Regions from separate parts of the Mus musculus genome. Here regions 1, 2, 3, 4 and 5 are each linked to region 6. Evidence: chromatin contacts called from public Hi-C and HiChIP or PLAC-seq data. All regions are on one chromosome and are shown on one strand. Each heading gives the region's core, a stretch centred on a gene start, on an enhancer-like site or on the middle of the called end of the contact. The rest is flanking DNA. Distances are from core to core; before and after follow the strand shown.

Evidence for each region. A called contact is a pair of places that touch in the nucleus more often than the background predicts. HiChIP or PLAC-seq counts read pairs in DNA pulled down with a chosen protein or histone mark.
Region 1: a contact with region 6 is called in a FOXA1 HiChIP or PLAC-seq map of pancreatic cancer cells. The contact joins two enhancer-like sites. A contact is called at or near these places in 1 of 15 datasets of contacts at CTCF or cohesin (the NIH/3T3 cell line), 2 of 484 Hi-C or Micro-C datasets (the C2C12 cell line and muscle stem cells), 2 of 115 datasets of contacts at active chromatin or transcription factors (embryonic fibroblasts and pancreatic cancer cells) and 1 of 9 other capture datasets (embryonic stem cells).
Region 2: a FOXA1 HiChIP or PLAC-seq map of pancreatic cancer cells shows a contact between it and region 6. The contact joins two enhancer-like sites.
Region 3: a contact with region 6 is called in a Hi-C map of bone marrow-derived macrophages, with 2.9 times the contacts expected there. The contact joins two enhancer-like sites. A contact is called at or near these places in 1 of 15 datasets of contacts at CTCF or cohesin (the NIH/3T3 cell line), 4 of 484 Hi-C or Micro-C datasets (bone marrow-derived macrophages, liver and myocytes) and 1 of 9 other capture datasets (embryonic stem cells).
Region 4: a contact with region 6 is called in a FOXA1 HiChIP or PLAC-seq map of pancreatic cancer cells. The contact joins two enhancer-like sites. A contact is called at or near these places in 2 of 484 Hi-C or Micro-C datasets (liver and myocytes), 1 of 115 datasets of contacts at active chromatin or transcription factors (pancreatic cancer cells) and 1 of 9 other capture datasets (embryonic stem cells).
Region 5: a contact with region 6 is called in a Hi-C map of bone marrow-derived macrophages, with 20 read pairs. The contact joins two enhancer-like sites. A contact is called at or near these places in 3 of 484 Hi-C or Micro-C datasets (bone marrow-derived macrophages and embryonic stem cells), 3 of 115 datasets of contacts at active chromatin or transcription factors (astrocytes, microglia and pancreatic cancer cells) and 1 of 9 other capture datasets (embryonic stem cells).

What each region holds. Positions count from the first base shown.
Region 1 is chr16:93,004,823-93,009,824 of GRCm38.p6, reverse strand. No RefSeq gene overlaps it. Among named protein-coding and RNA genes, the nearest start is that of Gm41499, 50 kb to the right of the region's middle. Within about 2 kb of position 3,029, at least 58 of the 459 cell types and tissues checked have an H3K27ac peak or open chromatin away from gene starts, as enhancers often do. A contact at or near this core is called in the C2C12 cell line, embryonic fibroblasts, muscle stem cells and 1 more, where this site is marked.
Region 2 is chr16:92,928,561-92,932,906 of GRCm38.p6, reverse strand. No RefSeq gene overlaps it. Among named protein-coding and RNA genes, the nearest start is that of Gm41499, 26 kb to the left of the region's middle. Within about 2 kb of position 2,631, at least 43 of the 459 cell types and tissues checked have an H3K27ac peak or open chromatin away from gene starts, as enhancers often do. A contact at or near this core is called in pancreatic cancer cells, where this site is marked.
Region 3 is chr16:92,950,125-92,954,502 of GRCm38.p6, reverse strand. No RefSeq gene overlaps it. Among named protein-coding and RNA genes, the nearest start is that of Gm41499, 4.6 kb to the left of the region's middle. Within about 2 kb of position 1,937, at least 70 of the 459 cell types and tissues checked have an H3K27ac peak or open chromatin away from gene starts, as enhancers often do. A contact at or near this core is called in the NIH/3T3 cell line, bone marrow-derived macrophages and myocytes, where this site is marked.
Region 4 is chr16:92,977,705-92,982,642 of GRCm38.p6, reverse strand. No RefSeq gene overlaps it. Among named protein-coding and RNA genes, the nearest start is that of Gm41499, 23 kb to the right of the region's middle. Within about 2 kb of position 2,837, at least 32 of the 459 cell types and tissues checked have an H3K27ac peak or open chromatin away from gene starts, as enhancers often do. A contact at or near this core is called in pancreatic cancer cells, where this site is marked.
Region 5 is chr16:93,028,686-93,033,242 of GRCm38.p6, reverse strand. No RefSeq gene overlaps it. Among named protein-coding and RNA genes, the nearest start is that of Gm41499, 74 kb to the right of the region's middle. Within about 2 kb of position 1,447, at least 65 of the 459 cell types and tissues checked have an H3K27ac peak or open chromatin away from gene starts, as enhancers often do. A contact at or near this core is called in bone marrow-derived macrophages, where this site is marked.
Region 6 is chr16:92,617,334-92,621,913 of GRCm38.p6, reverse strand. All of the region lies in intron 6 of Runx1 (runt related transcription factor 1), which reads left to right. Among named protein-coding and RNA genes, the nearest start is that of Gm30224, 23 kb to the right of the region's middle. Within about 2 kb of position 1,348, at least 171 of the 459 cell types and tissues checked have an H3K27ac peak or open chromatin away from gene starts, as enhancers often do. A contact at or near this core is called in the C2C12 cell line, the NIH/3T3 cell line, bone marrow-derived macrophages and 4 more, where this site is marked.

The DNA of each region.
Region 1 (5,002 bases), core at 1,780-4,279, 390 kb before region 6:
TCCCAGCAACCACATGGTGGCTCACAACCATCTGTAATGGGTTCTGATGCCCTCTTCTGGTGTATCTGAAGACAGCTACAGTGTACTCACATATATAAAATAAATAAATCTTTTTTTAAAAATTTCCACATGCTGTCAATTCAAATATCTGATATTTTTCACTGTGGTATCTTTAGAAGTATTTAAAATACTGCCAGCTCATAATAGACATTCCACACATGCTTGTTGGATACATACTGGTCTTTTTTGCTAACCCCTACCTGAGTTGAGAAGACAGTTCTAATCATCATTTTCCCTCCTGAAATTCTGCCTACCACTCTCTGCTTATAGAATGAATTACTGACCTGGTTTGCATTTTCCATATACTTCATCTTCCCTATTTCTTTTCTTGTTTTCCTGACTGTTTTGATGTTTATACCACCATAGTAATATAAAAGTGACATCATTCATGAGCAACCAAGTGACATCACTCATAAGTAACCAAGTGATGTCACTCATGAGGGAGCAAGTGATGTCACACATGAGCAACCAAGTGAAATCATTTATGAGCAACCAACTGATATCACTCATGAGTGACCAAGTGGCATCACACATGAGCAATCAATTAGCATTACTCATGAGTGACCAAGTGACATTATTCATGAGTGACCTGCAGTTTCAGCCTCCGTATATGTTTAGTACTAAGGCCTGCTTCCTTTCGTAGTGGCCCCCCTTTGTGCCCCAACCTTGTCTTTGAAGAAAGTCCCTTTTGTTAGCATCCAATCTACAGATAAAATTAAGCAAACTCTTAATTATACCAAAATCTAGATTTGCCATACCTACAAATAACTGTTGATTTGTAGCATTCTGGTGAAATTATTATTTGTTCATTAGTCTTTCAAACACTCTTACATATGAACTGGGAAATCACAGAGCAAATTACTAGTTAGTTTTAGGGTCCTAAATTGAACCATTTCTTTTTAATTAAAAAAAAATATTTGTAGCAAGTCTTCTCAGGATTAAAACTACCAGCCACCACCACCCCCCAACCATAATGAATATATTCTCAAATCTCAATTGGTGGTATTAGGATTGTGTATGTTCATTCATTTAATAGCATGAATTAATCTAACATTTGAAGAACAAGTGATCTTGACTTTGAACACTCGGTGAGTTGGAATAAATAGCTTAGAGTTGAACAAGCTCATGAACAACCAACAGCCTTGCATGTTTACTGCTAGGGAAATGAATGGTAAATGCTGAAACTTTAATGGATACTCAGAGAATCTACATGGTGTGTGTGTGTGTGTGTGTGTGTGTGTGTGTGTGTGTGTGAGAGAGAGAGAGAGAGAGAGAGAGAGAGAGAGAGAGAGAGAGAGAGAGAGAGAGAGAGGGCAAGTGTGGCAAGTGTGTGTATGTGCATGTGTGGTTGGGTGTGTAAGTGAGTATGTGTATGTAGGGTTGGCACCCCGTAGATTGGGATACTGTGGAAGCTTTGGACATTGAGTCTGGTGGCATATGTAAGGTTGCAGGGTGGAGCTCATGAGGGTTGCTTGACTCTGCTTCCAGCCCTAGCTCCCTGCTTCCTGCTGTGTGAGCTTGCACCTCAATCTTCGATCACCTACCAGGCCAGTCTGTCCAGCGTGCCTCTGGTGTGGTGGACTGTCTCTGACGGCCTGAGCTGAACCTCTCCTCTATTCAGTTGCTCCTAACAAGTGTTTTGTGGCAGCCACATGAAAAGCTAAGACAAAAATAGAGGACTCTGTTTTTCTTTATTGTCCTCTAAGATTTCCTTTCAAGAAAGGAAATAGAGAACGTGCAGATCAGATCTTCACAAATCAAAGTGTCTTCTCTCTCCCATGTATCTACTCTCCCACCTTCAAGTAAGGACTGGATCCCAGATACAGTACAGTGGATTCGTGACCTATGAACTGTCTGCCATCCCTGCAGTGTCTCTGGTGATGGAAGAGATTTTTCTCTTTAATGTCTGCCTGTGTTAATGCATAGGAAGATGCACACAATGATCACAGACTTCCCATCCAGTGAAGCCCTGTGACCCTGTAAGTGTTTAGCCTTTAACAGACCCCTGGGCTGTGTGCCCAGCTCTGACACTGTTCACGTTTACAGAGTCAATTCAATTTCACTTGTTAATATTGGTTACCATCATTCTAGATTGAAAAGCAGCTTTCCAGAGCATTGCTCTGAACTTCAGAAGCCCAAATAGCTCTAGCAGGCGTCTGGCACTTCCCACCTCCCCCATATTGTTCCTGGACCATCCATTTGAAATCCATTTGAATCAGGGTTTCTCTCTCTCTCTCTGTCTCTCTGTCTCTGTCTCTCTGTCTCTGTCTCTCTGTCTCTGTCTCTCTCTCTCTCTCTCTCTCTCTCTCTCTCTCTCTCTCTCTCTCTCCATTTCATTACAAATTCCTGTATCCAGGGATCATGTCTAATGTTTCTCAAATATCCTGGTTAATGTGTAGGCCAGAAACTTGTTCAATTGAAGCCTCTTAAAAGTTGTTGATGGAGTTAAAAATGAACTTCAAATGTGAAAAACGTTTCCAGAGCAAGGGAAATATTCACTGTTGTGTTTGGAAAACGGGATGGGTAAGTTTAAAAGCATGACGATCAGACAGGCTCCTTGAGGGAGGTAAATTTTTAGATACCATGAAATCCCATATGAGATCGCACCCAACTTCCTTAGGCAAACAGTAAGCGACAGAAAGAAAGAAAGGGACAAACTGGGTTTATTTGACCTTGCCATTTGATTTCCAAGGAATTCAAAGCCATCGAGGGGTAAAGATAGCTAGCTGTCTGTCTTTCTTGACTGGGTTTGTGCTTTTCTCTTTCTCCCTAACCCTGCCTCTGACTCCATTTTTTGAAAATTAGCCAGACAACGGCCGCATTTCCAGTTACTGGATGAGTTCAGAGCCAAGCAGCTGTTCAGAAACATCCAAGTGGGCAGCAAATGGCGCTGATGGAGTTAAAGGCGGTGACTCACACGGGACATTCTCAGCAGGTCAGCTGGAACTCCCTGCTGGGCAGGGAATGCAGCCCCCTGGGGCAGGTGCCAAGCCCAGGAGCAGAGCCCGGGATGACAGCAGCAACTCACCACACAGTGGCCTCCGCTCGGTCGCTTCCCTGTTCTCAGTTTTCATGATTTTTTTTTTATAAGGTGAATTTTTTTCTAACGCAATCCTGAAGTGTGATGGGAAAAACAGGCCGGGCAGCTGTTGACTGTTTGAAACAACAGAGGGGAGGCTGGGTCCCTTGGACCGGCTCCACACACGCTGCCTCGCCAGCTTTCCTGATCATTTTCTCATAGAAAATTATGGGTCAAGAGCTCGATCCTGCGCGCTCCTCATGCCAGTCAGTCGCTCGCTCAGCGAAGGTGAGGCTTGCAGGAGCCCAGAGGGGCTTGCTCATCTAGAAATATATTTCTACAAAAGATTATAATTTTACAAGGTGACTCAATCAAACAACAATAAAGACCACGGGTAGGCTAGGGGAAGAGGGGAAAGCACACTTGAGTTTGTGAGCTTATATAACAGCACTACCATGAAGGGCACTAAAGAATATAAAAATGGCATCCTAGATGTTTATTATTAAACATAATTGTTCAGGGAGGGAGGGACTTAATTACTTCAACAAATTCAATTGTGACTCAATCCTCCACTTCACTTTTTGTCTATTTTTCTTTAAATAGCTTTCAAAGGCTTTTAAAGGTAAATATCTTTAATTTGTTCCTTGCAGGTGGGTGATGGCTCAGCAAAGAAGAAACAATCTTTTTTTTTTTTTCTTTTCCTGTCATTAACAATTATCAGATTCAAATTCCATTCCTCTGCTATCTAGGCACAGGATTCCCAGTGCACTGGGATTGTGATCCTGATGGCCAATTTGTGTCCCCTATAATCAAGTTCATTTTGTGATAAGCTCCCAAATATTAACTCTGAAAGAGCAGAAAGGTAGAACTTTAAAAAAAAAATGAAACAATGATTTATTTCCTTAAATAAAATGTTTAAAGTTGTGTTTGGCCAATTAGATGAGCATTTATCAACCATCGAGTTCACAGGGAGCTCAGAGACAGGAAACAGCTTTCTGAGGGCTCTTCTTCTTCTGAGAAAACGGATTCAGAGTTCAAAAGAGAGTAGTCTGGCCGCCTGTTTTATAGAGCCCAAAGAGGAACATGGGAGGGGAAATTTCCCAAGAACAGACATGGTGTCAGTGTTGCCTGCCCGATGTCTAGCTGGTGGTAGACGATTAATAAATACCGGCAGAATTGATCTTGGCCGGGGGGTGGGGGGTGGGGTGGGGGGGGGAGTGGGGGGGAGTGGACGGAAGAGGAGGAGCATCCTTTCTTTTTGGCAAAAGAAAGAACAGATTAGTCATTGAGATTCTGCAGAAGGGATGGGGCTCAGGGTGGTTTAAATCTCAGTTCCAAAAGTCAGGAGAGAGGACGGGAGCACACCGAGTGAGCATCCTGTGAATAAGTCTTTTTCAGCCAGAGTTGGTTGGGTTCATTTCTGGGTATGGCAGCCAAGACCAACCAGAGGCTCCCAAGAGAAAAGCCAGACAGAAAGGCGAGGTTTGAGATTTTCTCTCCCGGTTGCATCTACCAGGTCTTCATGTATTAATTACCATGTTCCTTCCACACCAACCTCTGAGAGCATCTGGGATGAAATGCCAAATTAAAAGAGGGAGGGGAAGCTATAATCAGGGATTATTGTATGAGAAAAGAGTCTATTTTTTAAAATGTGGAAATCAGGACAGGAATACTCCCAGGACACTTTTATGGTGGGGATGAGCCTTTCTGTCCTTGATCCTGCCAAGAGTCAGGCTCACTGTTTACCCACCGTCTATGACAGTCCACTGGGGATGGCACTGCTTAAGGGATTCCTAGATTGAGTGTGTGTGTGTGTGTGTGTGTGTGTGTGTGTACATGTATGTAAACTGGGGTGTATGTGTGTGGTGTGTGTAGTGTGTGTGTGAGCATGTGTGTATGTGTGTGAGTGTGTGTATGTGTGTA
Region 2 (4,346 bases), core at 1,382-3,881, 310 kb before region 6:
GTGTCACCTGTACTCCAGTGAGTCTTCCCATGTAGATTAATCCATCTTAGAAGCTCCCTCACAAACACATCCAGATGTTTGCTGCCTACATTACTAGATCTTATCCCATTGACAGTGTGATTGATCAGTGTTGGCCGTGATAATAATTTCACAATGTTACTCTATCAAAATGTCATGTCATACACATTGCATATTTACAATTTTTACTTTTCAGCAAAATTAAATAAAGCTGGTAGAAAATATGCCGTGATGTTACAGGTTTGGAGGTTGGGCCATGAGAGGTGGGTCAGCCATCAGTGGGTAAGGCACCAATGGCAAGTCCCACTGTACTTCTGTGGCTGTTTCATTTAACACGTTCTGTTTCAGAGCCTTCCTGGTTCCTCCCACCTGTTGCTTTTTCCAGGGACTACTTTCTGTGAGTGGAGTTATTGGTGGGTAGTTCCCCTTGAACTATCTGTGTCCCGTGCAAATTTTACACTGTGGGGGTATTTCTATTTAAACATCCTCAACCCTACATGAAGTCTTGGAAGATTTCTGATTCTAGATTTTTCTTTCTCCAGTGTTTTGTTGTTGTTGTTGTTTGTTTGTTTGTTTGTTTGTTTGTGTGAAGATGCCTTTTCAGACACACACAAAATGGAAATGAGTATACAGAAAACACCATCTACATCTGGTAGTTTTGACCACTTACTTTCCTCTATTCTGTCTCTACCTATTAACCTCTTCCCTCTATCTGCCTTATTTTTGATGCATTTTGATGCAAATTGTAGCTATCAGTGGATTTGATTTGTAACTAATTCCACGTGCAGATCGTTTTCATGAGTTCAGTTTCTTCTGTGCATAAGGGGGAGATGCCTACAGTGAAATGCATACATCTGGCATGTACCACTCTGAAAGTTAGGGCAAGATGTATATGCATGTATAATTCAACACCTGTCAAACAAGAACGAGGCTGTCAGTAGAGTTCTCTCACGCTCCTGCCCAGCTCATCTCCATTTAATTAAAGGCCGCCAGTTCTTCCTTTACTTTTGCATTATTCATGGAATGCTGTCTTACAGAGAGAAGGTAACTTCAGGTTTATTTTACATAGTATGGTTGAAATTTGGGGACGAGTTAACTATTCAGAGCCCAGCTTCTTAAACTGCGGGTCATAACCCTATATGGGGAGTAATGAAAGATCTGACAACAGCACAGAGCTTCTGAATATGCAAAAGCCAAATATTAAGGCCAAAGAAAATGTGTGACAAATCCTAAATCTCATCCTGCAACTCCACAGTGACTCTTGTCCTGAACCCAACTTGAGCATTGAGCACAGTGGATGCCTTCCTATCATATAAAACTAAAAAATGCTGCCCAAACACCTTGGCTCAGATTCTACATTATTGTATGTTATGAGCTATAGTATTTTTATTGAGATATATACAAGGTGTTCTGTTTGTATAGAAGCATAAAGGTCCAATTACAGAAAGCTGAGCCACTCGGTCCTTCTCTGCTGCCATTCCTGGGTGAACCAAGTTCAAACAATGAGGAATTGGTTTGTGTCAAAGTTTTGATTTTAAGAGTTACTAACTTGAGTCACATTAAAATATATCTAGATGTAGTTTGGCTTGGGGTTAATACAAAATTTCCGACAGTGTGAGAAATGGCTCTTACAATCTTCCTCCCATCTCGTGCTGCAAACTCATGTGAAGTACCACTCTCAGCATTGACAGTTATTGAATCGAAGCATCAGTCAACATTGAAGCTATTCCATAGCTGTGCCAGGTGAGACATTCAAACAAGATGTAATTCTTTAGGGAAATAGAAATATGTATATCATCTCATTGATGTACACATTGGCTTTCTCCTTAAATAAACGATAGAATCATATTTTCACCAAAGTGATGTTATAAAATTTATTTCTTTATTAATTGTCATCAGTGAATGTTTAATTTGGTGAGTGGGTGGTTGTTGACATAGGGTCTCATGTAGCTAAGGCTGGCCTCCAACTCACAATGTATCTAAAGCTGGCTTTGAACAGGTGACCCTCCTGCTTTCACCTTCCAAGTACTGGGATTAATTATATGCATGCATCACTGTGCTCAGCTAACTGTTTCATCTTATACTTATTTTATACACCTGTATACAAGAGTGGCTATAACATACATCTTAGGTAAAAGGGGTCTTGAGTGCCAAATTATCAAAAGCCTGGAGCACAGAGGTTCAACCATGAAATGCACAACCCACCTTTCAGAACAATTCTCTCCCTTAGTCCTTTCTCTGGATTTTGTAACGCTGGTTGTTTCTTGACACCCTCCAGCCCCCATGATTGCTTGAGCTGCCTAACAAGCTGGTTAACTTTGGAAGCACTTTGTGCCTCTCCTGTTTGGCCTCCCCAGCTTCCATTTTACAACTGAAGTCCCACTTGTCTTTGGCATGGGCTTGCTGGGCCCTGAGTGTGCACAGCACGGGTGCAGAGCAGGTTAAGCCTGCAGATGTCCCCGCACTCATCCCCCAAAGGCTTCTTGGCCCAGTCTGGCATTGTCCATTGGACATGGGGTGCAGTTGGAATGCTAGGGACACCTGTTGAAGCTGTGGTGCACAATGCCCAATTCAAGTCTCCTGTGAGTCACCCAGCACAAGCTCCTGACTGAGCTGCCTTTGCGTCTGTGTCACAGGATGCCCTGCCCGGCATGATCCTTGCTGGCATGAGTGGTGCATTCCACTGCAATTAGTGAGATTTTGTCAGATTTTTCAACTCCAGCAACCTGCCAAAGAAAGTTGAAGAAGGAGGAGAGAAGGAGAAGGAGGAAGAAGAGGAGGAGGTGGAGATGAAAAAGGAAGAGGAGGAGGAAGAAGAAAGAAGAGGAGGAGCAGGAGGAGGAGGAAGAAGAAGAGGAAGAGAAAAGGGAGAAGCAGGAGAATGAGCAGGAGGAAGAGGGAAAGGAGGAGGAGGAGGAAGAGGAGGAGGAAGAAGAGAAAGAAATCTGTAGTAAAGGTCTCTCAGTCCTGTGAAGAGAGCCTGTTGGCCAGCTGTAAATTTTCAACAAGTTGTACAGATGCCCTTGGACAAAATGTGACATCTCTGTGACACTATGGGTGCCCATCTATGGATACAGGGAAACTCTGAAGGAGGAGGATGTTGTGAAGCAAGGTGTCTGCAGATTTCTGAGACCCCTTCAGCATGTCTGCTGCATTGTCTCAGAAGCCTGCTCCTTCCCTCCTCACCTACAGCTGACGGGTGGACACAGGCTCTAGATCCTTGCTGACACTCTAGAGCAGTATCACAATGGCAGAAATCCTAACTAAGATTCCTTGGTGTGTACCATATACGGCTGTGGAGCTTCTAGTAGGAAGCAAATACCCAGACACTAAGTGCTTGAATCTGCCTAGAGTAACCACCTTCAGCCCAGGAAACTAATCAAGGCTGGAACACATGTGAACTGGCAAGCCCTAGGTTTGAAGGATAAGTGGGAAAGAGTGTCATCCTAGAGTCTGTTGGGGGAAGAATGGATAAAAGAAAGAGTGAGTGAAAGGCAGGTCTGGACCAGATGACCTGGTTTCCTGAGGAACCAGTGAGGTAGGGGGAGGACCAATCATTGTTTGAGTTATTGATGCAAATGGGACACCCAATGCAGTGGTGTTTGGAGGGTGGGAAGGAAGGTGCATTTGGAGTCTCCCTGTGCAAGACAAGAGATAGTGTATTCACTGGGGAGATAACTCTCTTTGTAGAGAGAAGGCTTGAGTCTCAGTGTCCTTACAGAGAGGTAAGGCTTCTCTTACCCAAGAGAGTCATCCCTTCATGTGCAGCAGACATAGCTCCCAGCAGCTAGAAACACCTGCATCCTTTGGTTCCTCCAAATCTCTGTTCATTCCAAGGCCAGGCTACAGAACGAGCTTCCTAATGAAAGAGGAGGAGGATGGAGTTCATGGACACTCTGGTTGGATCTTCACCTTCGATTCTGTGTGGCAACCTGGCTTCAGGGTGGCATTCCATGGTGCCCACTTGTGCCGTGGCTTGATGCTGCACGAACCAGCTAGAAAAACCTGGCAAGCATGGGTCTCAAGTGGTGAATAATTTCGAGATCTGACATCTCTGAGCACGGGTTCTCCCTTTAGCCTTCTGAGGCCCGCACTGCTTGAGGAACATCACAGCAGAGAGGCAGAGGTTGAGAGGAGTGTGGGAAGGAAGACGCCCTCCTCTGACTATCTGACTATACTTCTCATACCACCCCAAGATGGACCCTGCACACCCCAGGCTGCAGCAAGCCATCAACATGACAGGGATTCAGGGGCCTGACTTGGTCTTCCCACGTGTGCTCAAGCTGTTTCCCCTGCCTGGGGAGTGAGGAGGGGGGGTGCGGGGGGGG
Region 3 (4,378 bases), core at 688-3,187, 330 kb before region 6:
CAGACGCCCACTCAGCCCAGCTGCAGGCTATCTAAGGCCATATCCCAACATGGCCGCTTGCCCAGAAACAGGCTCAGCAACTCACCTCCCTGGACAGGAAGGAAGTGCTCGGAACAGAGTGGGACAGGCTTCTTGCCCACACTGGGGGTTGGCTTGGGAATCTTCCTCCGGGTCCCATCTTCTACTTGTCTTGGATGGAGCTCAGTAGGTTACCAAAGGACCAACACACAAATCTGGGCCTTCCCTCTAGAGGCCGGTCAGCACTCACTCACTGTGTTTTAGAAGCAAGCACTGCTCTCTCTCGACTTCCTGTGATCAAACATGCTTGTTAATAGCTTTTAGTAAAAGCCAGATCTCCCTGTGCACGGCTCTGCCGCACATGGACTGAATTAAGAACAGGGGATTGTTTTCATGTCTAGAACTCAGCTAATGCCAAAACAAATGTACAGTAAAATACTGCTGGACACCCCCACCCTATCTCTTCCCTTTCTCGCCCTCAAGGGAGACCATGGAAGACACTGAAGGAAGTTAAGGAGTCAGAATGGTAGGAATTGAGATCCTGCCTGGGGGAAGTGTTGCGTCACCTCAGAACTTCTTAAGTTGTCCCACTATTTTTCTGTAGTCCAACTACCTTGGCTTTCTGGGTTGTCGCTCTACAGTATGTGTCAATGGCTGAGTGGGACCCTTCCAGAGTAGCTAGCTTCTTGCTTCTATTAAAGATTTTCTTCATCTAGATTCCCCACTTCTTGGAGGAAAACACTCAGAATGTGTTTTTAATACATGGTAACTTCGAAAGCCCACAGGCCTCCCTGTGTTGTCATTTAAAATATACAGTTGCTCTAGTTGGATGTCTTCTGGGGTAACCCCAATAAGAAAACAGCACGGGACAGGTATTCAGTTAAAAATTCCTTTCTGTTCATTTATAATCCAGTTGACTGGGTGTCCTGCATATTTTTTGTGGGAGTTGACTCAGAACAGGTCAACTTACTGAATAATCTGACTCTTTAACATACAGGGAAACCCATCGTAGAAAGCGATTGTCCCTTTGAAGTGTTTTATTGCTTAACTGCTTCTAAATGGGAGGCACCAAGGATGATTGTTCTAACTAGCTCACCTGATTCTACGTTGCCAACTTGCTATCAGATTGCTGTAATTGCTAAGCCTCAGTGAGAACCTAGAGACTATTTCTAACACATTTTCTAATAGCTTCAAGACCTATTGACTCGAGTGGGAAGGAAATTAAATTCTAGTCTGCAACCTTCTAGAACTTTCTAGATCTTCCTAGTCAGAAACTCCTAAGAATAAAAAACTAAGTATAAAGAACGAAGTTCTATCTCTGAGATCTAGACTCAGGAGCAATGCCTGTTACTTGTGAAGTAGTGCCCCAAGACGGCTTCCTCTAGCTTATTCCAAATTCACAATGTTGTGGGGGTACAATGGACTGGGCAGTGTAAAGACTCAAAGACTTGCAAACTTTCTTTCCAATTCACATGCCAGTGTCAATGGAGCCTGGGTCTAGTTTGCAAACATTCCCAGATCCAGCACTCAAGATCTAAAATTAAACTCAGTGATCATCAGTTGGCCAGGCTCTACGACAGGAAGATCTCTGAGTCAGCAAGAGGCACAGCACTGGGCCACAGCTCTTCCTCTGCACAGTGGTCCAACCAGGAGCTGAGAGCTGCACAGGGACTCAACAGCAGATGGAGGGGGGCACAGCATCCAGGATTTCTTGCTCTCTTCTTTGAGGTTCTCTTTAACCTCAAAAGGAACAGAATACCCCCCCAGTGACTTTTGTGTACACTGTTTTTTGTTTTGTTTTGTTTTGTTTTGGGGTTTTTTTTGGGGGTGTTTAAACACAGTCTTGTTGCCCCACAGAGCTCTGCCGCCTGCTCACATTCAGCATCTCCTGGGAAATTCGGAGAGATGCTTTATTTAGAAGGCACTCAGCCTGTGAGTCATGCAATTTTCTGCTGTGTTTTTCTTCTTCAGTCTTCCTGCTTCCATAAACATTTATGTGAAGAGAGGCTATTTCGCTGTGTTTCCAGAATCGTCTGCCACAGCTGTTCTCTCTCCACCTGAAGTCATCAACTTTCGCAAAGAGAAATATCCCTTGTTTGCTTTCAAACAACGATAAAGACCAAAAGTCAACACATAAATAGGATTGAAAGACAGAGCGGTGACCCTTTGGCAGAATGGCCTCTTGGCTCAGTGGGTTCTCATGAACCCCAGTAAATCTTAACAGTAGTTGTTTAACACTGGCATGCGCCCTGTAGGCAGAGACACAGTTTTGTAACACTTGTGAGATCCCAGGCCAAAGGAATCAGCAATGATTTTATCTCCCACAGGATCCTTGGTAAGGTGATTTCTTTCATTGAGGGGAAGGGGATAGGAAGCGTCAGGCATTGTGGGAAGCAGACTATAACTTCCTGATCATATTCTCCTTTAAAAATTGACGCTTCGATCAGCCCACAAGTAGCTATTTATTGAGATAGAATTCTCCAGGCCTAAGCCTTCTGGTATGATCTGGTTTGGTCCTGCTCCAGCCCGGGGAAGGCATACAGGATTCTCAACATTTGGGGAATAGGCAAATTCTTGTGCGATCTAGAATCTCTCTCTCTCTCTCTCTCTCTCTCTCTCTCTCTCTCTCTCTGGGCCACAGCATGCCTCTCCTAATTGCAATTTCCCAGCATTCCACTTTACAACAAACAGCAGCCAGAAGTTTGCCGTTCTTGTATTTTCTCCAATGCAGAGTCATCTGTTTTCCTTGTGGCTATTTCCCTCTTGTGTTCTCACCGCATTGGCCTCCAGTGCTGGAGAATGCCAGAGCCACGTTTCCAGTACATTGACCATGTCACTTCTATGGAGAATCTGTGCTCCAGAGAACGAACGCATTGCTTGAGAGAGGGGAAATATCCCATACTTGTTCATATCCATATGTGCTGTCCTTGCATGGGAGTCACCTGAGATAAGGACAGCAATGGGATGCAGTGGTGGGTGCGAGCTACAAGCCAGCCACATGGCTTCAGCCCTCAAGCCTGTTTTTCCTAGGAGTATGGGCTTTGGGAAGAAGTGTTGTTGCTAGGCTCGATGAACTCTACTTCTAGTTCACCCATCTATAAAATGGGCTGAAGGATGGGACTGAGTTCCCTGCACTTTGTGTGTGTGTGTGTGTGTGTGTGTGTGTGTGTGTGTGTGTGTGTGTGGATTAGAGGAGATACAATTCGACCTTAGAGCAGTACTTGGCTCTCAGTCCTTACAGTGAAAATCTTCCTATTGTTTCTATTGAGTGTTCGGGCCCAAGAGGGCACAATCAACGGGTGACCACAGTGACTTTGCACACCATGATGTAAAGTAATGGATGTTATTAAAGTGCACTCCTTTGATAGAACCTTGATAAGCACTTCCCCCAGGCTAAGTGCAACACAGAGTGTAAGAACAAACAAGGAAAGTGCTGCAGGTAGCTTGGAGTCTAGAGGGAGAGCCTAGGGTATGGGGGGGCAGGACAAGCTGTCTTCATCAAAGAGCTTTTGGGTTGAGTCCAGTTCCATTAGCCGGGAGGGACTAACTGGGCGAGTGGATCTTCTCACTTTTCAAATGGGAGTAAGCACTCACCAGGTCATTAAGGAGAGGGATGATGAAGGGCTGGAGATGACTCTGTCAGTAAAGTGTTAGCTTTGCAAGTGTAAGGACCTGAGTTCAAACCCCAGGACGCACATTAACATGTGTTTGTAGTCGCAGCACTGTGAAGGAAGAGACATGTTCAAGAAGTATTATGGAAGTCCTTAAGTAGCCAGAACTGACTTATGAACTCCTGCCCTGCCCTCTGGCACTTACTGAGCATCCATCCAGCCCACTTAGTGAGCCCCCAGTCAGTGGGAGGCCCTGTCTCAAATAAAAGAAAATATGGGTGACAGCTGAGGAAAGACACTGAGGTTGTCCTCTGGGTTCTGTCTGCACACAGCTATGTACATGTGCTGCTCATAATGTACATCTGCACATACACAAATATGCCCATAGTTAGAACGGGTTCCTCCCGATATATTTTCTACTATTGTACACACATTGCGTGTGTTTATGTAGTCAGAGATGGAAACGAAAGAACTACGGTCTGAGGAAACAGTCTGTGTGGCAGGGAAGGTGTAGAAAAAAGAAAGCAGACATCATAGGAATAATGACACAAGACTCAGAGGCTGGTGCACTTGGGGACAATTGAGAGTCCAGTACCAAAGAACACAGATTCAAGGCAAGGGAGTAAGAGCTGACACTGTACAAATGGCTGGTCCTTGCTCACATCCTGTCCAGTGTTGACATCTTAAAGAGCGCAGTCCTGACTACTACGTTTTTCACAGCTCTCTAGCCAGATATCCCCAGAGTCCTG
Region 4 (4,938 bases), core at 1,588-4,087, 360 kb before region 6:
TTCTCTTCTAGAGTCTTCTCCAGAAAGGATAACTTTATGGTTATTCCCACCTTTGTATGTAAAAATTTTAGAAATGGCCAGACATTCTTGAGGAGGTCAAGATGGGAAGACTGAAAGTTTGAAGTCTGGTTGATTTAGGAGAAAAATATAAATGTATATATGTCCTTAGAATTTTGCTTAATAAACTCCTCAGAAGCCTCCTGTCTGTACGGGGGACTCATAATCCCTTATACAATTCAAGCCATGCAGTAAAGTTAGTGGACTCTGAATCTGAAATGATAGACATCTGCTATACCTCTTAATTCTCTGGTAATGAACAATAATAGCATTTGACCTGCCCAAATAAAAAATAAATAAAAAAGTTGGTCCATGCTTTAAGAGATAGAGTTGGGTAGTCAGAAAATATTCCTAACAACAGTTTCTAAGGAAGAAGTCACTTTGAACGCCAATGTCCTTTTGTTTCTTAGCTCATTGTTTGAGGCACAGTCTCTACCCCAATGGTGTCAATCACAAAACCAGATCTAAATCTGATTCATTGCATGGAGCCCTTGTGGTGGCTCGAGAAGTGACCCCCATAGGGTCAGGCATTTGTACACTTGGTCCCCAGCTGGTGGAACTGTTTTGGGTGGTTATGGACCATTTGGGAGGTGGAGCATATCACTAGGGACAGGCTTTGGGGGCTTCTCTCTAACCCGGCTCCCTGCTCCTTCCTGCCTCCTGCATGTTTATGAAAATGTGATCAACCAGCTTCTGCCAGCCAAACCAGCCTTGCCACGCCTGCCAGTCAGGATGGATTCCATCCCACCAGCACCATAAGCCATAATAAATCCTCACTCCTTGTGTTACTTCTGCTCATGCCATCTCATTACAGCAACAGAAACGTAAGTAATACAGCTAGATCACAGAAACTCCACTCCCTCTTATCATGACTTGAACATTATAAACATTTTTAAAATATTTTTCTTGTAGAAATTTATCATCTAGCTTATGATGTGCCATAGTTAAAACAATAGGTCCAAAGAACTTTGTGTATACAAAAATACATATAATATTTCATCAATCTAATTATTGATTACATGCTGGAGTAGTAATATTTTTGATAAGCTGGATTAAATAAAAAAGTCTTTACAAGAAATTTTACTTTTAGGGTAACTATTGGCTTTTCAGTCTCTACTTAGGTAAGTTTAATTTATTTCATTTTTACTCTTTATTGTACATATTAGTGGTATATAGACTAATATTTTAGTACATGTACATAATGTATAATGATCCAATCAGGGAACTGTAATTCCATTTACTGATACATCCTTTTCTCATTGTTTCACCTGTAATAATTGTACATATTTATGAGGTACATTGTGGCTACTGGCAGAGAACTTCCATTCTCATGAAATCCAAAGACTATGCCTACAGAAGTGTCTCAGCATAATAAGACCATGTACATATATATCCAGGTGCCAGAAAGATGCCAAAATTACATCATTTTCTGTTTGTTTGTTTGTTTGTTTGCAAAAGAAGAGAAATAAAAGCCAGATATTTACATAGGCCTTCAGCTGTAGTTTTTCTTCAACACTGTAGCAATGTCATAAAGTAATATTTTTTTTAATCTTGGAAACATATAACTGAGATATATGTATTAAAAAAGAGAGATAAATTGGGCCAAAAATTGTTAGGTAAATAACGCTTTATTTTCAACAGAAGGCATGGTGTGTGGAGAATTAAATTAGAAGTCCATAACCTGGTCAGGAAGGCAGAACTCATAGATTAGATTATTAAGGAAGATGTTTCCTTGAAGAAAACAATCATCTTTGAAGACATAGCAGATTTGAGAAGATTAACAAGCTTGAAAAGAAAGATTTCTGTAGCTAAATGAATCACTCGGTGATATAGACCTCCTGGGTTCTGTGACCAGCTCTATGTATTCGAATACTTTATCAGTTAGACTTTGTTTCTGTCTCTGTCTCTGTCTCTGTCTCTGTCTCTGTCTCTGTCTCTGTCTCTGTCTCTCTCTCTCTCTCTCTCTCTCTCTCTCTCTCTCTGTGTGTGTATGTGTGTGTGTGTGTGTGTGTGTGTGTGTGTGTGTGTGTGTGTGTGTGTGTGAAGGTCTACATGGGGCTAATGTATGTGAAGGCCAGAGGTCACCCTCAGGTATTATTCCTTAAGTGAAGGCCATCTACCTCACTTTTGACATAGCATCTCTCACTGGCACCTGAGGTACTCCATCCCAGTAGGTGAAGGTGACTGACCAGGGAGTCTTAAGGATCTGCCTGACTCCCTCCGTGCTGGGGTTACAAGGATGTGCTACCATGCCTGTCTTTTTACCTGTGGGTTCTGGAAATGAAACTCCTCTCATTGCTCTTGTACTGTGACTATTTCACCAGCCAAGCCATCTCCCAGCCTCTGTAGACTCGGGGAGATAACAAGTGTACTGCAGAAGTATAATCCCCAACGATGTGTAGATGACTTTTTCATTTGCACACGAAGCTCTCAGCTACATCTTAGGGAGAAATGGCCCTTTGAAGTGGTTTTCCCCCTCAAGTCTCAAAACAAATTCTTTCATTTAAGAAAATGCCATGAAACCCTTAGATGTGCAGAAGCCTCGACACCAAGCTCTGGCCACTTCCTAACTCAGAAAATTACATTGTGATTATCGATGTTCTCTTCTGGTGGCTCTATTTTCAAAAGACAAATGACTCTGGTTGGAATCTAATTTCCTCTTAGAATTAATGTTGCAAAATTAATGGGCCACCTGATCAAGTTTCAAAGGGTAAATAAATGACCATCCTCCATATAGGTCAGGGTCAGCGGTGACTCCAGTGTGAGTCACAAGACTGAGTGAGCACAAGCAAGTGGTCCCTGTGGCTTAGAAGCCAGGAGCAGTCGTGAGGGACCGGCGGGAGCAGCTGGGGAAGCTGTTCTTTTTCTCCTAATCTACTCAACAGTTTCAGCTTCCAGGAATCGTTAGAGCTGAGGATGCTACAGGAAGGCAGCGGTGTAGCTTCACAAACATCCTAGCATTCCTGGGACATACACACCCCGGTGTAAGTTTCTGTATAGGGAGAGCCAGGTTTTCCAGACCTGGCACAGTGCCTAGCACGAGGATTGAGCTCTCTGGGTGGATTAAAGGAACGATGGGAGGGAGCGAGGTGAGAAAGAGAATGAAGGATAAAGGAGAGAAGGTGGTGAGAGGAGAGGAGATGAGAGGAAGAATAGAGAGAGACATGTAGAGAGAGCGAAGGTCAGGCCTCCCACAGAAACGCCCATGAACTTTGCTTGTGAATATCAATGCAAAAATACTCAATAAATTTCTCACAAACTGAATTAAAAAACGCATCAAAACCATCATTCACCATGATCAAGTAGGCTTTATACCAGGGCAAGGTTGGTTCAATGTACGAAAATCCATGTAATCCACTATATAAACAAACTCAAAGGATTAAAAAAAAAACCACATGATCATCTCATTAGATGCTGAAAAGGCATTTGACAAAATAAAACGCCTCTTCATGTTAAAAGTATTGGAGAGATCAGGAATTCAAGGCCCATATCTAAACATAATAAAGGTAATATACAGCAAAGCTGCAGCCAATATCAAACTAAATGGAGAGATGCTTGAAGCAATCCCACTAAAATCAGGGACAAGACAAGGCTGCCCACTCTCCCCATATCTATTCAATATAGTACTTGAAGTTCTAGCTAGAGAAATAACACAACAGAAGGAGACCAAGGGGGATACAAATTGGCAAAGAAGTAGTCAAGGTATCACTATTTGCAGATGGTATGATATTATACATAAGCAACCCCCAAAATTCTACCAGAGAACTTCTACTGCTGATAAACAACTTCAGCAAAGTGTCCAGATATAAAATTAAGTCCCATGAATCAGTAGCCTTCCTTTATACAAATGATAAATGGGCTAAGAAATCTCATGAAACCAAAACAAGAAAAGGCGGTTTGAAAATTCTTGTATACTTGAGGGTCCTTGTTACCATCCTGTAGGCCAGAAAAGGTGAGTGAATTTCTTCATGACATTTTAGTGGTCACAGTGAGCTTTCCCCAAGGACAAGATCCAAGAATTTATATTGTTGTAAGCTTCTTATGTGAGCTTGCTTGTTTCCTTTGGAGACCCACAGGAGCTAGCAGCCAAATTCAGACCTGCCAACTAACCCACACTATGGATATCCTGCCTTCAAATTTGACTCTCCAGCTGGGACACGAACTTAGAAAGATGGGAAGGGCCACAGGAGACTGTAGGGATTTGAATACTGGTACTGACAAAACCTCAAAAACAACCCATAGCGGCCCCTTTGCTGTCATAGTTCTAAACCATGAAGAACATATGTCCCAGGCTTGAGGTTTCATTTATAACGGTCCACTCTGCTTTACTTGTCTTAAGACAGCTGTGCTTAATACTGCACTGTAATGCCTTTATAGTAAGCCAAACCATATTCAAATTCTGCTGCAGACAGACAGGCAGGCAGACAGACATAGACAGACAGACAGGCACACAGACAGACACACAGACAGACACACAGACAAACATGGAATCTCATGAAACCCAGACTGGTTCAAACTCACTCTGTGGCCTAGCATGGCTTTGAACTTTTCCCTCTCCTGCCTCTATTCTCCAAGTGCCAGGATAACAGGCATGTGTCCCCAAGTCATTTTATACCAGGCAGGGGATTGAGTGCTAGGAGAGCAGTCTACCAACTGGGCTGCGTCCTTAGGACCTCCCTCCTCAGTTAGATTCTGTAGCTTTTAAGATCATGGGGTTATTTGATCCCATGCCTTAGATTCTTCCCTTGCAAAATCAGGTACAAATGAGCCATTTGTAGGCTGGGATTGCTTTGGGATTGACCCCGTTTCACAAAATAGATTAGAGAGCTGACAGACACCAGACGCTTAGGTCTCTGAACTCTTCTTACATACCTGATTCCT
Region 5 (4,557 bases), core at 198-2,697, 410 kb before region 6:
TTTTAAGCTGGAGGGTGGAGTGGGTTCATGTACCACTGAGGCTAGCCTCATTCTGGCAGAAACATAGACACTGGTGACCTTGGAGTGGCAAGGACCTTTGCCAGGGTATGGACGTTACAGATTTGGAATACAGACCTGACAGGGCAGTTGCAGCCCTTGCTGGTGGTGATCTGAGCATGGGTGACCAAAGGGACATGTTTCTGACGGGTAGAAGATGAAGAGAAGATGGAGGTTGGCACTGTGCTTGCTGTGGCCATTTAAAATCTGAGAATGTGTGCTCTGCCTGGCAGAGGTACTATAGGGTTAGTGTAGTTCCATGGGGAACCAGAAACCATCAAGGTGTTTGTTCACCCTTGAGAAAGGCATCCTTACCCAGGGGCATGTGGAAGATGGGATAGAGGGAAGGAAGCCATGAACTGAGGAGAGTCAGTGTGGTCAGTCTCCTGCGAAGGCATGGCCCTTGTCACCTAACAGGGAACCGAGACATACCTCCCCAGTTCCTCTTGCTCTGAAAGCATCCTTGTAAGATCTCCTTATCTCTCTGGGAGTAGCTCCACCTGTCCATCTCTCTAAAAGCAGTATGGGTTTCTCCTCCTAAGAATAAAAAAGACTAACTCGAAAATAGATTGCCTTTGTTGGCATATGCTAATGCTCTGAGAAGTGGCCATGTTCTGGTAGAGGGCAGGCACTATTCATTTCAGTCAATGGGATGCTGGATCAAAAGGAAAAGCAGGCCCTAGGCTAAAACAGAAGCAGAGGCCAGGTCTGGCATTGAACTTGTGAGTATGCTCAGACTCAGTGCACAGCCATTACCTGGGGACATAGTGCAGCAGAGCCACCTGCCCTTCCCTGTGCCATGACTGTCCTGTCCATCAGCCAGTGAAGAGGCCCCTCCATTTCTTCTCAGGGACAAGAGAAGGACTTCACTGGAAAACCTGCCCAGCACCCTCTACAGCATTTTATGTAGATTATGCAAATAATGCACATTTCTTGCTGTGGCCATCCAGGCACTATTACCTAATGCTCTCCTGGTCTCATTCACTGCTGACATAAAGATCTCTAAGTGTTGTTTCCATGGAGACAGCAGAATGGAGGACAATCCTGCCCACAGGTTAGAATCAGAGAGAAATGTTCCAAGAGGAAACTCCCTAAAATGTGTTCCTTCTTTTAAAAGCCCAACGCTGGTGGCATGGACTTACATTCCTCTTGGTGATTTTTGTAGTGGTTGGTTCTGTTTTACAAAGTGTCTAACCTACTTTGATGAAACTTTAGACCTCCAGACAGATTTATGGATCAATTTTCTTGCCTGCAACACGCACTTTGCAGGAGCCCTTTTCTAAGTATTTTGAATTCCAAGAAAACGAAAACAAGAAAAGTAGATGCGTCAAGACTTCCTCTTTTTCCAGAACACATCACCCCTCCTGTGTCACAGCTACTTACTTCTCTTCCTCTTTCCCCAAGTGTGTGATCAGTTCTCCATCAACACCCTTCCTCCACAGCCTGAAGCCTGGAATCAGCTACATGGGGCCGCCATATTAAAATTCCATGGACGTCTCATGGGAGGGTTAGAGAGTTCTCCCAAAATTCTGACATTCTGGCATGAGCCAGGCCACATGGATTGGACCACTCCTGATATCTTCTGGGGTTGCGGTAATTGAAAATTCTTGGCACCCCTCCTCAAGTGGCTGCATTGCCCAGTCTCTGGGTTGTACTGTGGCCTTCTACCTGTGTGTCTGTGCACATATTTAGATTAGGGACCATCTTTTGTGTGTGTGTGTGTGTACATGTATGTATATGTGTGTGCATGTGTGTATATGTGTGCATGTGTGTGCATGTATATGTGTATGTATTGTGTATATGTGTGTGCATGTCTGTACATGTGTATGTGTGCATGAGTGTGTCCATATGTGTAGAGTTGTATTATGCAGTTGTGTGTGTGCATATGTGTGTGCATGTGTATTTGTGTGTGCATGCATTTGTGCATGTGTGTGCATGTGTGTGTACACGTGTATGTGTGCATGTGTATGTCATATGCACACATAACAGGTGTGCATATGTGTGTGCAGTTGTATGTATGGATATGCGTGCATATGTTTGTGCATGTGTATTTTGTGTGTGCATGCATTTGTGCATGTGCGTGCATTTGTGCGTGTGTGTACGTGTATGCATGTGTGTGTGTTGCAAACGTTTAGAAGTAAAATTAGAGCATGTTTCTTTTGGAATTGGAGCTCAGTTTCAAACTAAACCTAAGCCAGGCACTTGTCATACGTTGGATCGCTTCTTCCTAAAACAGTTATGCTGAAAGCTTCCAGCCCCACCTGTGCGTGTATGCATGTGTGTGCATTTGTGTGTGTGAGTGTATGTATGTGTGTATGTGTGTATACATGTATGTGTGCATGCTTGTGAAGGCCAGATGTTGCTATCTGGTGCTTCTCTCTCTTACTCTACATCCTATATTTTAAGGCAGGGCCTTTTGCTGGGTCAGGAACTCAGCATTTTGGAAAGAATTTCTGGCCACAGGAATCCTCCTATCTCTGCTAGGATTGCAGGTAGTTGTGGCCTTGGCCTCCTTTTTCTAGGGATGTTGAGGTTCTGAACTCAAGTCTGTAGTGCACATCTTACTCACTGAATCATCTCCCCAGCTCCTAAGGGTCCATTTTGAAGACAATTTGCTTATATTTATGAAAACCCTCTTTCCAAATACAGAAACATTTAACAGGTGGGGCTGGAAGCTTTCAGCATAACTGTTTTAGGAAGAAGCAATCCAACGTATGACAAGTGCCTGGCTTAGGTTTAGTTTGAAACTGAGCTCCAATTCCAAAAGAAACATGCTCTAATTTTACTTCTAAATGTTTGCAATCAGTGCACTTTTTATAAGAATTTTCATTTTATGTGTAGGAGGGTTTTTTGTCTGCATGTGTGTATATAAGCTATGTGTGTGCAGTGCCCACAGAAGCCAGAAGAGAATTGTGTATGCCCAAGAATAGTTGGTCATGAGCTGCCACATAGTTGCTGGATATCAAACCTTCATCCTCTGCAAGATCAACAAGTGTTGTGCACTGCTGAACCAACCCTCCTGCCCATCTTAAGTTCCCTTAATAAGCTATGGCGTATTGAAAGTTTTGTCACTTGCATTCCTCCAGGATAATTATGTTATCACTTAGAAATAAAACAACACATCAGGACTATCAGGAAACTCAATGGTTACATGTACGCTTGTGCACACACAGATACACATGCATGCTTATGAACACACACAGGCACACATGCATGCTTAGGCACACACACAGGCACACATGCATGCTTATGCACACGCACAGGCACACATGCATGCTCATGCATACACACATAGAAACACAGGCACACATGCATGCTCATGCATACACACATAGAAACACAGGCACGTTTTTCTAATCTCTTATACACCTCATTTCAAGAATTTAATCAAATGCATCTTGAAGTATTACTCATGAAATGTTTTATCTCAGCTTTCCCCCTCCCCATTTAAAAGTAAACAAAGAGAGAGGCAGGGGGTGGGGGGAGGAATGATGGGAGAAGAAGAAGCTGACACACCTGCCGTGCAGACATTCGGCCTCCTTCCTCCACCTGTTTCCCAGTCTGACCTTTACCCAATGGTAGCCATGGAGGGACTCTGAAGTCCAGGTTTGGGGGAGTGTCACAAAGGCACATTGGTACAGTAGCCAACAGTATGGATTTGATCTGGGGCTGGAGTTGAGCTGCCCACTAGCTCATCCTGTGTCTTGAGTGATGGTAGTCAGTCTCCCTCAAATTGTGGATGTGATCTGGGAATGAAGAGATATCTGGAAAGTTCTTAGCCAGAGCCAGGCATCTAGGAGGTGCTCAATAAATGCCAGCTGGTTGGTGATGTATGAGCTGCTAAGTGGGTAGAGTTTTTATAGTGCTGTGTGTCCAATTGTGTGGTTCAAATTTATAAATAATTTGGAATAGAAGTAAGAACAAATAATAATTTAAATTAGTAGTTATAGGGGTTTTCTGTTTGTTTTGATTTTATTGTTATTTGTATGCTTTTCGATTTACACAACTATGAAGATTGAAGTCTAAAACATACGACCCTGGCCTCTCTGCTTGATGTTCCTGTGACACATCTGCCTTTGGCGCTGATCTTAGCAGGAGACAGGGATGCTCAGAGAGAACACGCCTGGAAGCAGGTGAATTTGCGCATGACTTTAGAAATCACGGACCACTTCTGGGCCTCGGTTTCCTCATCATAAAACAGGATTTGTTAAGAGCCAGGAGAACAGGACCTTCAAAAAAAGGTTATGACGCAGACCTTCAGAAAAGGCAAGTGTTGCTCATTTTCCATAACTGGTCTCCACCTGCTTCACGGCTTCCCTTTCCCACCACAAAAGGGGAAGCAAAACCAAGCCAGCCTGTGCGAGCATTGCCCCAGCTGGAAGCTAGCAGTGTAGCTCGGGCAACTGCGTTGCTTTTGAAAAATGGTCAGTCTGCTGAAGATCTGAGTTTAGTCACTTTGGGATTCTCCCTGGAGGGTCATCAAAACCCTTAGGTCTCTAC
Region 6 (4,580 bases), core at 99-2,598:
TCTGTGGATCTCAAAGCTGTACCACAAACATTAATTAACTCTCACACCTGGGAGGCAGGTGAGTCTGGTTACCCCCCAACCCCATTTTTAAAAAATGAGGAAACAGAGATTTGGGAGGAAAAGGATTCTGGGGCGAGCCACCGGGGTTAGGAGTGTCCCTGATGTTGGGAATAAGCATTTCAGATTTGTAGCATCCTGACCACAAAGTCAGGAGGCCTCCCCGGGATGAGTGAGGAATTTGGGTACCGGAACAGGAGATGAAGCCACACAATTCCTTCTTCCCTTTCTCAGGTGGCCTGTCACCTCCTGGGTCTATAGATGTCATTTAGAATGGGTCCCTCAGACCCCGAAGGCCTTTGAAACAGCCTTACCAGGCAGGTCTCCATCCTGGCTCACTCTGGATGCCTCCCTTCAAAGTAACCGTTGGAACAGTGACCGCAGCCGAGACGCACATGACTAACCAAAATGTCTGCAGCCAGTGGGAGACAAATGCTTGGCAAATCCCAGGGCTCTTTCACAACCCTCTTTTCTTCCAGGATCCAGAACTGGTGGGAACTGACTCCTGTTATCACTGGTTCTCACTGGTGTGCTTAGGCGATGCTAATCCAGTGCTGGCTACCTGGGGAGTGGGGGTTGGGGGAAGGAGCTCTGGGGTGACTCCTGTCTGTTCTGACTTCTGGAGCTGTTGTGGGTTTACTGCCCACCGCAGAAGCCAAAGGAAACACTGCTCAAAACCACCAGAGGCAAGCAGCCTTTCAGTTGGGTCACCTGCCCAACACCAGGGCTGTGAAAGCTGACATTGCAGAGTGGGGGGTGGGGGTGGGGCATCCTCCAAGCATCTGGGGGCGCCACCACTTTCCTACACAAGGTATCCTGGGTCTTTCTTCACAAGGGTCCCAAATGAGAAGGTGCAAGCCTCCCCTGGGGCTCGCCCTGACACATCACCCTGGAAACTGACTCAACATCTCTGTGTCCTGACTCACATCCTGTTGTGTTCTCTGAGGCATCCGAGAGGGCATTACACCAGCTACCCATGACTGAGCTGCACTGGGAGGGCGCCCTGAGGATGACTCTGCCTTCTGCCTTGCAGAAAGAGGGGGAGTCTTCTAAGGAAAAACCCAGAACAGGCCCCTTGGGTTTATCCATTCTCAGAGCAGATTTTGCGCGTTAAGAAGCAAGTGGCCCTGCATTGCATGGCCCACTGTTTATTTTCAATGGATCGAGGGTGAACGGCTTGTTGTTTTAGAGATGCCCGCCAAATACTCAAGGAACAGAGCCCTGACTACAGCAGAGCCCCAACGTCCTGACCCAGAAAACCCAGGCTGTGAGGTCAGGTGCCAGGGCCACCAAAGGCTCAAGTGAACTAGGCTGATGTCCCCGCGTGTCCTTTCCTTGGACAGGGAGGGAGGGCACAAGGCTGAATCGGGATGCTTTGAGTTTTCGAAACAGGAACATTTATTTACTCTTCTGATTGGAGTGAGCTTCATTGATCACTTTAGATACGGCTACTTCTCTTTGCCTCGGGTGTGGGGCATTCTTTCCCCCTCCTCACCCCATACGCATTAGTTACTGGCGTTCTGGCTTTCCTTTCAAATATGTTTTCAGAACCAGAAATTTCCCTTCCAAAGCTGCCTCGTCTCCAGTCCCTAAATGTTGGTGTTTTCATTTTCATTAAGTAACTGACAGTCGACATATCTTTTCAGATCTCTTATTTGGTGGCTATGGCATCTCCAGATAATCTCCAATTTTTGAAGATTTCTAAGTAATATTTCTGTTACTGGTTTTTGTTGTTGTTTTGTTTTGTTTTTCGGGGGAGGGGAGAGTGTTGTTTGGTTTTAGTTTAAGTCCTTGTGGCCTAAGGAAATACTTTGTATGATTATGCCTTCAAACCCAAGCAGTCTTCTGTGGCCTCAAGTGTAGTCTGCCTTAGCGAGTGATCTGTGTGCCTCAGAAGAAAGGAGCGGCCTACCGGTGTTCTGTAGGTCAAACTGATACTGTCCAGGTCAGCCGAGTCTGAATTTCTGCTTGCATGGTCTATCGGTGACTGGAAGAGGGTGCTAAAGTCTCCTGCCGTAAGGATGGGTTTGTCTGCTTTTCCTTGTATTGCAGTTAGTGAGACCCTTTGTTCACGGGACACCTGTGAAGGAAAATGTATTTTTGGTTTTCCGTACTATCATAACGTAACTTATCTCTTATCCCTGAAAAGCTCCATCTTCAATCGGCTTTGTAGAAAACTTGATACAGCAACTCGGGCTTTCCTTGGATTGGTGTTAGCACAGCTTCTCCACCCTTTTATGCTTGCCCTATCTGAATCTACATTTAAATGAGCCATTTGTATGCGTCAGGTAGTTAAGTTTTATTTGTAGCTTGTTCTGACAACCTCTGTGGTAGATTTAGACAATTCACCTTTATAGATACAGTTGGATTATGATCTGCCATGGTCTAACTTTTATGCCTGTTGCACCTGGTTCTTAGTCCCACCCCCGGCTTTCCTGCCTCCTCTGAATGGAATGAAACATTTTATGTGACTTCATTTTAGCTTGTTTATTGCCTATCGGGTAGGAAAATGATTTTTTTTTTAAAATAGTTTTGTGGGAGCTAGAGAGCTGGGTCAGACATTAAAGCACTGAATGCTCATCCAGTGGACCTGGGTTTGATTCCTAGTAACCACTAGTGGCTAAAGGCGGTCTGTTAACTCCAATCCCAGGGAAATCCAACACACGATTAAGGTCTCCCTAGGCACTACAAGCATGAGGTACACAGATATGATGCAAGTAATACAACACTCATATGCATTAAACAATAAATAAATAAATAAATAAATAAATAAATATTTTAAAATTGCTTCAATAATTGCTGTAGAGTTTAAAAACTAAGCCCACAATCAAATAATGTTATTCCTTAATTGTTATATGTTACTTATATTTAAACTTTTGTTTACATTTTTAAATTTAGTGTCTCTCTCTGTGTATATGTGTGTGCCTCTCCCTCTCCTCTTCCTCCTCCCTCCCTCCCTCCCTCCCCTCCCCTTCTCTCTGTGTGTGTGTATGTGTGTTTGTGCGTGTATGTGTCTGTTTCTCTCTCTTTGTGTGTGTGTATGTGTGCATGTGTGTATATGGTGTGTATATGTGTCTGTCTCTCTGTGTGTACATGTCTGTCTGTCTGTCTCTCTTTTATGTATGTGTCTGCTGTCTCTCTTTGTGTATATATGTATATGATTCTGTCTCTCTCTATGTATATGTCTGTTTGTCTCTATGTCTGTGTATGTATGTATGTATGTATGTATGTATGTATGTATGTATGTATGTGTATGTGCCTGTCTCTGTGTGTGTGCTGTCTGTCTGTCTATCTCTCTCTCTCTGTCTCTGTGTGTGTACATGTGTATGTGCCTGTCTGTGTGTGTGTGTGTGTGTGTGTGTGTGTGTGTGTGTGTGTGTGTGTGCTGTGCTGTACATATGGAGGTCAAAGGACAACTCACAAGAATTAGTGGTTTCCTTCCACTATGTGGGTCCTGAGGATCAAGCTCGTGTATTGGACAAGCGCCACTCTGCTGAGATGTATCACTTCTTTCTTATCTGTCATTATTGCCAATTATTTTCTTGATCTTTATGCTGTAACTGTCCAACAAATTGTGGCTGTTATCACTTCTAACAGTTAACTTTCAGATCCGTTATGAATAGAAAATGGGTTTTATTTTATTTGATTCACTTCTTCTGGGATGACCTCCTTTTCACCCAAGATCTAAGTTTCTGGTCCATTTCATTTTCTTTCTGTCTGAGGCCCTTTAAACATGTCTGTTGGTGATCATTGATTTCCATTTCATCAGAAGATGTACTGCTTTTCCCTTTGCATTGGAAGAATAGTTTTGCTGGGTATAAAACTCTGGGTTGGTTTCACTTTGTTCCCTTCAGACCTTTGGTGTGAGTTTTCTGTGATCGTCCAGTTGGGTTCAATGATTACAAAGCTATAGTTGACAAAGGCATGTAGTTCCCCCAGTGTCTTTGTTACTTCCTCCCTTGTTGTCTTTGAGTTTCCCATGAACTCTGCTTTAGTCTATGCTTAAAGCTCTTTGGTTGGCAGTCTACCATAAGATGGGAAACCATGAGAACTCAGTTGAGTTCCTGGGCCACAAACATGTTTCTCCTGGACAGTACTATAGCTCTCCAGACTTGTATTCTCATTATCAGTCTATATTCAGCCTCCAGCAACTTGTGACATCTCCATGTTGTACTTCCATGAGCTTCTGTTTCTAATCAACAGACCTTGGGTTGGTTTTACATGCTTGCCTGCCTCCCAGGACTTGGGTGGTGCCCTGCTTTCCTGCTAGAATTCTGTGGGAGATACAGGAAAGTCACAGATTTTCTGTTCTACTTTTTTCCTTGTTCTTAGGACAAGAATGGTAACTCCAAAACTCTTTACATTTTAGTGCTAAAAAAGGAAGAAGCAGGCCACTCTGGTATGAATTATTTGGCAGCGTCATGGTGGACTCTAAAGATGTTTTGATGTTGGTACCTTTAAGACATTCTTTTCCTGAGTGAAATATGTCATGGTGCTTTGTACTGTCTCCCTACCTTTCCCCT